Regions from separate parts of the Triticum aestivum genome. Here region 1 is linked to region 2. A link is a contact called in public Hi-C data. All regions are on one chromosome and are shown on one strand. Each heading gives the region's core, a stretch centred on a gene start, on an enhancer-like site or on the middle of the called end of the contact. The rest is flanking DNA. Distances are from core to core; before and after follow the strand shown. Region 1 holds the start of LOC123091138. Region 2 holds the start of LOC123094495.

Region 1 (2,700 bases), core at 54-2,553, 300 kb after region 2:
ACCAAACAAAGCTAAAAGAGGAAAACTATTACAGAGCTCATTGAGCCCACTCACGGCCTGCAAACCGGGCTAGAACTGTATTAACACTCCTGCCCACTGTTTGAATTATCTCCCACGCTGCATCTTTAAGTGGATCTATGAGGTCAGACATCGGGTGGCACACCATCCTTAATCAGCAGCTTCTGCATGCTGTTCAATACAAACTTAATCAGATGCCAAGGAACAGAAGATGCAAAATTATCCAAAATCTTTTGTAAATAAACAATAAAGAGAACAACAGCCAACCATAGACCGAGATGATTTTACCGACCTCTCGGTTCCTTCCTGTTTTGTAGTTTCATTGGCAGGGTCCCGGGTCCTATAGCTTTGTAGTTTGTTGACTAGCTTTCCCCACGAGGAGCTGACAAAATTGTCAATAAAACTGTTGGAAAATAATAAAGCAAGCAAGAGCTGCAAACAATAATAAATAGACAGATCAAGAGCCCACCAAATAAATGAGCATATCCATGAACCTGCCGATTTGGCGTGCTTGACACAGAAGGAGATAACCTGCATATATAATGGTTAGACTCGTAGAAGAAATTGGTTCAAATGATTTGAGCTATCTCAGTTTATTACCATGGGATCCTCAGTACTACAGCCCCAGTACACAAGAAGCAGCAAACCTCCAACACAAGCACACCCAATAGCCAAAAAAGCACTTGCATGATAGATATAGGTGTCGAAGTGAAGTCCCAGCAACATGAACAGCAATGCGTGGAATGCTCCATGGCCAGCGATGCTCATCGAGTATGGTGCTGACATGGGGAACTTGCAAGCGACCATTCCCAGAATCATCGCCGTAACAGCAGCACAAAAGTATACTGCAGCAAAAGGTGTTAGTCTGGCGTCGTTCTTGTTCAATCTATCTAACATCTCAAGGCCGTCCTTCCAACGAAGGTGGTCAGGCCCGCGGTGATCAGACCATTGTACAGGTCCATTCGTTTCTTCTGCTCAGATTTTTCCTGCAGCTCAATGGGAAATGCAATTAATAATCCCTCATTATCTGACTTGGGTTTCTCATTTTTCTCAAGGAAGTTGGTCCAAACATGAGGTTAGATTAACCAAATGTGTGAAAACTAATTAGTTACCTCATCATCTGGCTTGGGATCCTCTTTTGTGTCAGCAAGGTTGGGGGGTGACGCCATTTTGAACGCTGTAACATTGAGCAACCAATGTGATACATGCCTATTGGTTGATACATGCCTATTGGTTTTGTACACCGAAGGAACGTTGTAGCAAATAGTCCAATAGAAGTGCATCAAAAGTTAGAGTTCATCATCTACTCTTTGGTTGCAAAATTATTTGAAATGTTTGGAATATACAGTATATAGTTTCAGAATCTGAATAAATCTATATTCTGTTGCTCCAGGTTATCAATCAAACAAGAATCATGCCGTGGTTTTTAGGCCAAAGCAGGCACTCTATACCAATCCAATTCGGGTAATGAGAAGTAAATAAAGTATATACAGATGAGTAGTGTTATAAAAGTAGGAGCAAAGCTCCCAAAATCATACACGTAGCTAGCAGGAGTGTATCGATTCCCATGAGCACGTCCTTCCATGTACATACACACCATCACCATGGAAATCATTGGATTAGGCGCACTAAAGGCAGAGATGACACGGAGCGTTCATGACTCATGAGGACACCATAAAATTTCCTCGTGCTTTTGGCATCAGGCCCGAAACGTGATCAATCCGCTCACCATCATCAAGCACTGGCGTGATGGCGTGGTTCCTGGCAATGTGCTCATTCGTTTCGAGCTTAGCTATGCGTATTGTTTCTGACGGCCAGATATGGCTCGCCTGGTTCTCAAATCAATCAACCCAACAGGCGGAAGGAAATTCGGTTCATAGACAAACACGCTAGAATTGTGTGACGAGCGACAAACGCACTAGAATTCGGACCGATTTCGGCGCTCGTCCGATAAACTGTGAGAAATCGAAATGCACTTGAGAATATGTGACAGCGCTGCGCCCAAAGCCTAGGAGAAGTTGCAACACCCTGTGCTGAAACCGGTCCAAATCAATCGACATGGCAGAAGAGGAGGGGGGGGGGGGGGGGGGGGGGGGGGGGGGGGGGGGGGGGGGGGGGGCAGGTGCGCGATACCTTGGCGCCCTCAGCGAAGGGGAGAGGAGAGGCGGGCTCGGCTCGACTCGTCCGCAGCAAGCGCTCCTTGCTTTGGTTCTAGAACATTCCAGAAGCCCGAAGAAGGTGAGAGGATGAGGTCGAAAAGGGAGAAGGGAACGAAGGCGGGTCAGGCGCGCGATACCTTCGGGCTCGATCGTCGGCCTCAGCGAAGGGTAGAGGGGCGGTGCCGGTGAAGCTCGGGCTGGGCTCGGCTCGACTGATCTCCGCAGCGAGCGCTCCTCCTTCTAGAACATTCGAGAAGCCAGCAGAAGGTTAGGCGAGAGCACGGGGTTGAAGGAAGAGAAGAGAAATGGAGGGGATTAAGCTAAACCCTGCTTGCCTGCGTGTTGCGGGGTGAGGAAGACGGAGCCGAGCCAGCGTGCCAAATGCCGGTGCTCCGGTTTATATGCGCCTCGGCCTCGGCGCGGCGATCACCGAAACGACGACCTACGCTGACAGGTGGGCCTCGCTATTTTTCTTTCTTTCTTGCGGCTTCCTTCTTCCTCCACGGCGAAGGGAGCACGCGCG
Region 2 (2,734 bases), core at 172-2,671:
CGGCGTTCTCCATCGAGCAGTGGCGCCGTCCCCAACCGCTTGAGCCGCCGCGTTGACCCTGCTCCACCTCGCCGCATGGCAGCAGCCGTCCCCGCCGCCGGCATGGGTGCCGCGCCTCACCCGAGCACACGCCCTGGTGAGGCGTCCTTTATTCTCCATAACAACAAACGCATGCAGACTATGGAGGCGTTGATTGGGTGAGGAATTGATGCGGGAATATCCGGTTTGCATGGATCACATACGCCTGGTTGCAAGCATTAGCTATAATGACATCGCTATTAATTAGGGATTGATTGTTGATTTCTTTATCTATTTGGGAGAGAAATTTCTGGTTGAGAGAGAAATTACGGAGGGGAAGTTTTCGTCTGTAGGTGGAGTGGTGGTCAGCCTATTATAATTGCTAACTGCACCCCTGATGACTCATTAGATCAATCCAATATGTTAGATTTCAATGATTTAGAGAATCGGACGGTGCTGATTAATCGGTGTACACTTAACGGGGTGCACGTAAGAAAGTTCTTGTTTGATTGTTTAATAGTAGTGGAGATGCTTATCTCATCCCGAGATTTCCACTGCTGTTTTACAGTGCTTTGATTTTTCCAGGGAGACTTATTTGTTGAGTTTCTGTATGGAAACGAAGAGCGCAACCAGCACATGCCATCATTCACCATTGCACCGACATTCAACTAGTCTGAACGGCTAGAGAGATGCATTGGAGACTCATCAGCTGCAAAACTTAGGCATGTTTGGCTGCCATACACTTGTACACACTGCCATATTTTCATGCCACAAATCTGGGTAATGCCATATATCTTTCTTTCTAGCGGCTAAATTGATCGCTACACTTGTGGTAAAAGCGAGCTAGCTACCAAATAAATCAGTGAAACACGGAGGTAGATTATGCCGGAGGATACGCAGGCTGTGTGCTGAACATGTGAAACACGTTGCCGACACTCAAGGCCATCACTACCAGCAGAAACACCATGAGCGGTCTCGTTTCGGCGTCACCGTAGGCGTTATAGGCTATCCTCATCTGATTCACCATGCACAGCCACACAACGGCCAAGAACCCCTGCAGAATTCAGTTAGTTACACCGCGCAAATTCAGTTTCAGGTAGCACATCGACCGCATCACGACTGGTAGGTAGTTACCTGGAAAAAGCGCCGGCAGCCGGACGTTTCCACGCCCCCATCATCCGCCGGCGACGCCGTGGCGCGTTCTTCGGGTACGCCCTTCTCGACGTCCAGCAGCGGCGCCTCCTCTGTCGCCTCGCAGCTGGACGCGTTGCACGGCGTCGAGGAGATCCACTGTGCCATTGGGGGAAGAGAGACGGCGACGAGCGGGGCTTTACCCTAACTTTTTCCACACACGAGTTTACTCTGGAAACCTAAATCGAATCGCGTGCGAGTTAGTATCGGAGACGTGAGCACCGTGTAAATAATCACTGTATTTCTCAATTAGGGCTTTAAATACGCACGCATGGGAGGAGATAAGAGGCAGCTGGCAGGGCAAACAAGGAAAGTTAAGATGATCAAGTAAGGGGGTGTTTGTTTACATGGACTTTTTTATGTAGGGACTAGAAAAAGTCCCTCTTAAAGACTTTTTAACCTAACAGAAAGTATTATTAGGGATTAAAAAGTTGCTTTTGGGGACTAAATGAAGAAGACTCTCAAGGAGAGTCTTTTTGCGGACTTTTTGAGACTTTTCCAACAATGTCCCTCCCTGCATCCATTGCCCCGCCGCCCCATGGTGTTGTTTTTTGTTATTTTTCTGTATACTAGGGGTAACATGGTTATTTAATAACCTCTAGTGAGAGACTAGAGACTTTTTAGTCCCTGAAAACAAACAGGGTGAGACTTTTTAGGGACTAGAGACTTTTTAGTTGGGACTAGAAAAAGTCCTAGAACTTATGAACCAAACATGACCTAAATCACGCAGAACGTATATAAGGGATAAAAACAGAACCTTGGTTCAGTTTTTTTCTCTCTCTGAACACTGTACAATGGCAGGTACTCATATACACGTACATACATTTACCCAGAAATAAGAACCTAGACAGCCACGAGACGCTCACAGCGATTTGGCACATTCGGTCGTCCATTTTGTTTTCTTGATGCGATCTGGGCCGTCGGATCAAGCCACTGGAGGACTTCGGCCGTTGGATCGAACTGGAGACCCTGTAGCAATGAATAGTTAGCTCCCGCGGTAAAAGATCTTGTGCCACTACGCGTGAATTTGTGCCGCGCCGAGGGTATTTTTGTCTTTTCACGTGTCCGTCCATTGAGTGTTGGTTGCTGGTTGGCCCGTGGTTGGATGAGACGAGGGAGGGCGACTGCTGCCTCTTCGTGCTCCCATTCGCCTCCCACCCCCCTCGCGCATTCATCCTCTCGCCTCCCTCACGCCGCCACCCCTTCCTCCTCACCTCCCTTGTCCCGCCCTCCCAGCCATGTCTCTTCTCTCCATCGCAGGTCGTGAAGCCGCTGCACTCCTAGTTAATTATGCATGTAATTGTTTATTTTGGTGTGTGCAAATGTCATGTATGCACTAACCACCTATGTAATTAGATGTTTAATTTGGTTATGCAATCATGTCCTTATAAGTATATCAGTTTTGTTAAAACATATCTACGATGTGCCATAAGTGCAACTATAAGTTGTTGTTCTGTGGACAGAGCAAATCACATTGCACACGTACCAAATTAGGGAACACGTTGGTGATGATTTCATCAATCGT

What was found. A called contact is a pair of places that touch in the nucleus more often than the background predicts.
Region 1: a contact with region 2 is called in a Hi-C map of leaf, with 4 times the contacts expected there. The contact joins the promoter of LOC123091138 here to the promoter of LOC123094495 in region 2. A contact is called at or near these places in 2 of 5 Hi-C or Micro-C datasets (both in leaf).

The regions. Positions count from the first base shown.
Region 1 is chr4B:80,343,487-80,346,186 of IWGSC CS RefSeq v2.1, forward strand. LOC123091138 reads right to left here and starts at 1,304. Exons shown (of 5, transcript XM_044512542.1): 1 at 1,131-1,304; 2 at 619-1,004; 3 at 488-549; 4 at 311-400; 5 at 1-189. The coding sequence starts at 915. The coding sequence ends at 144.
Region 2 is chr4B:80,047,997-80,050,730 of IWGSC CS RefSeq v2.1, forward strand. LOC123094495 reads right to left here and starts at 1,422. Exons shown (of 2, transcript XM_044516486.1): 1 at 1,153-1,422; 2 at 756-1,072. The coding sequence starts at 1,317. The coding sequence ends at 899.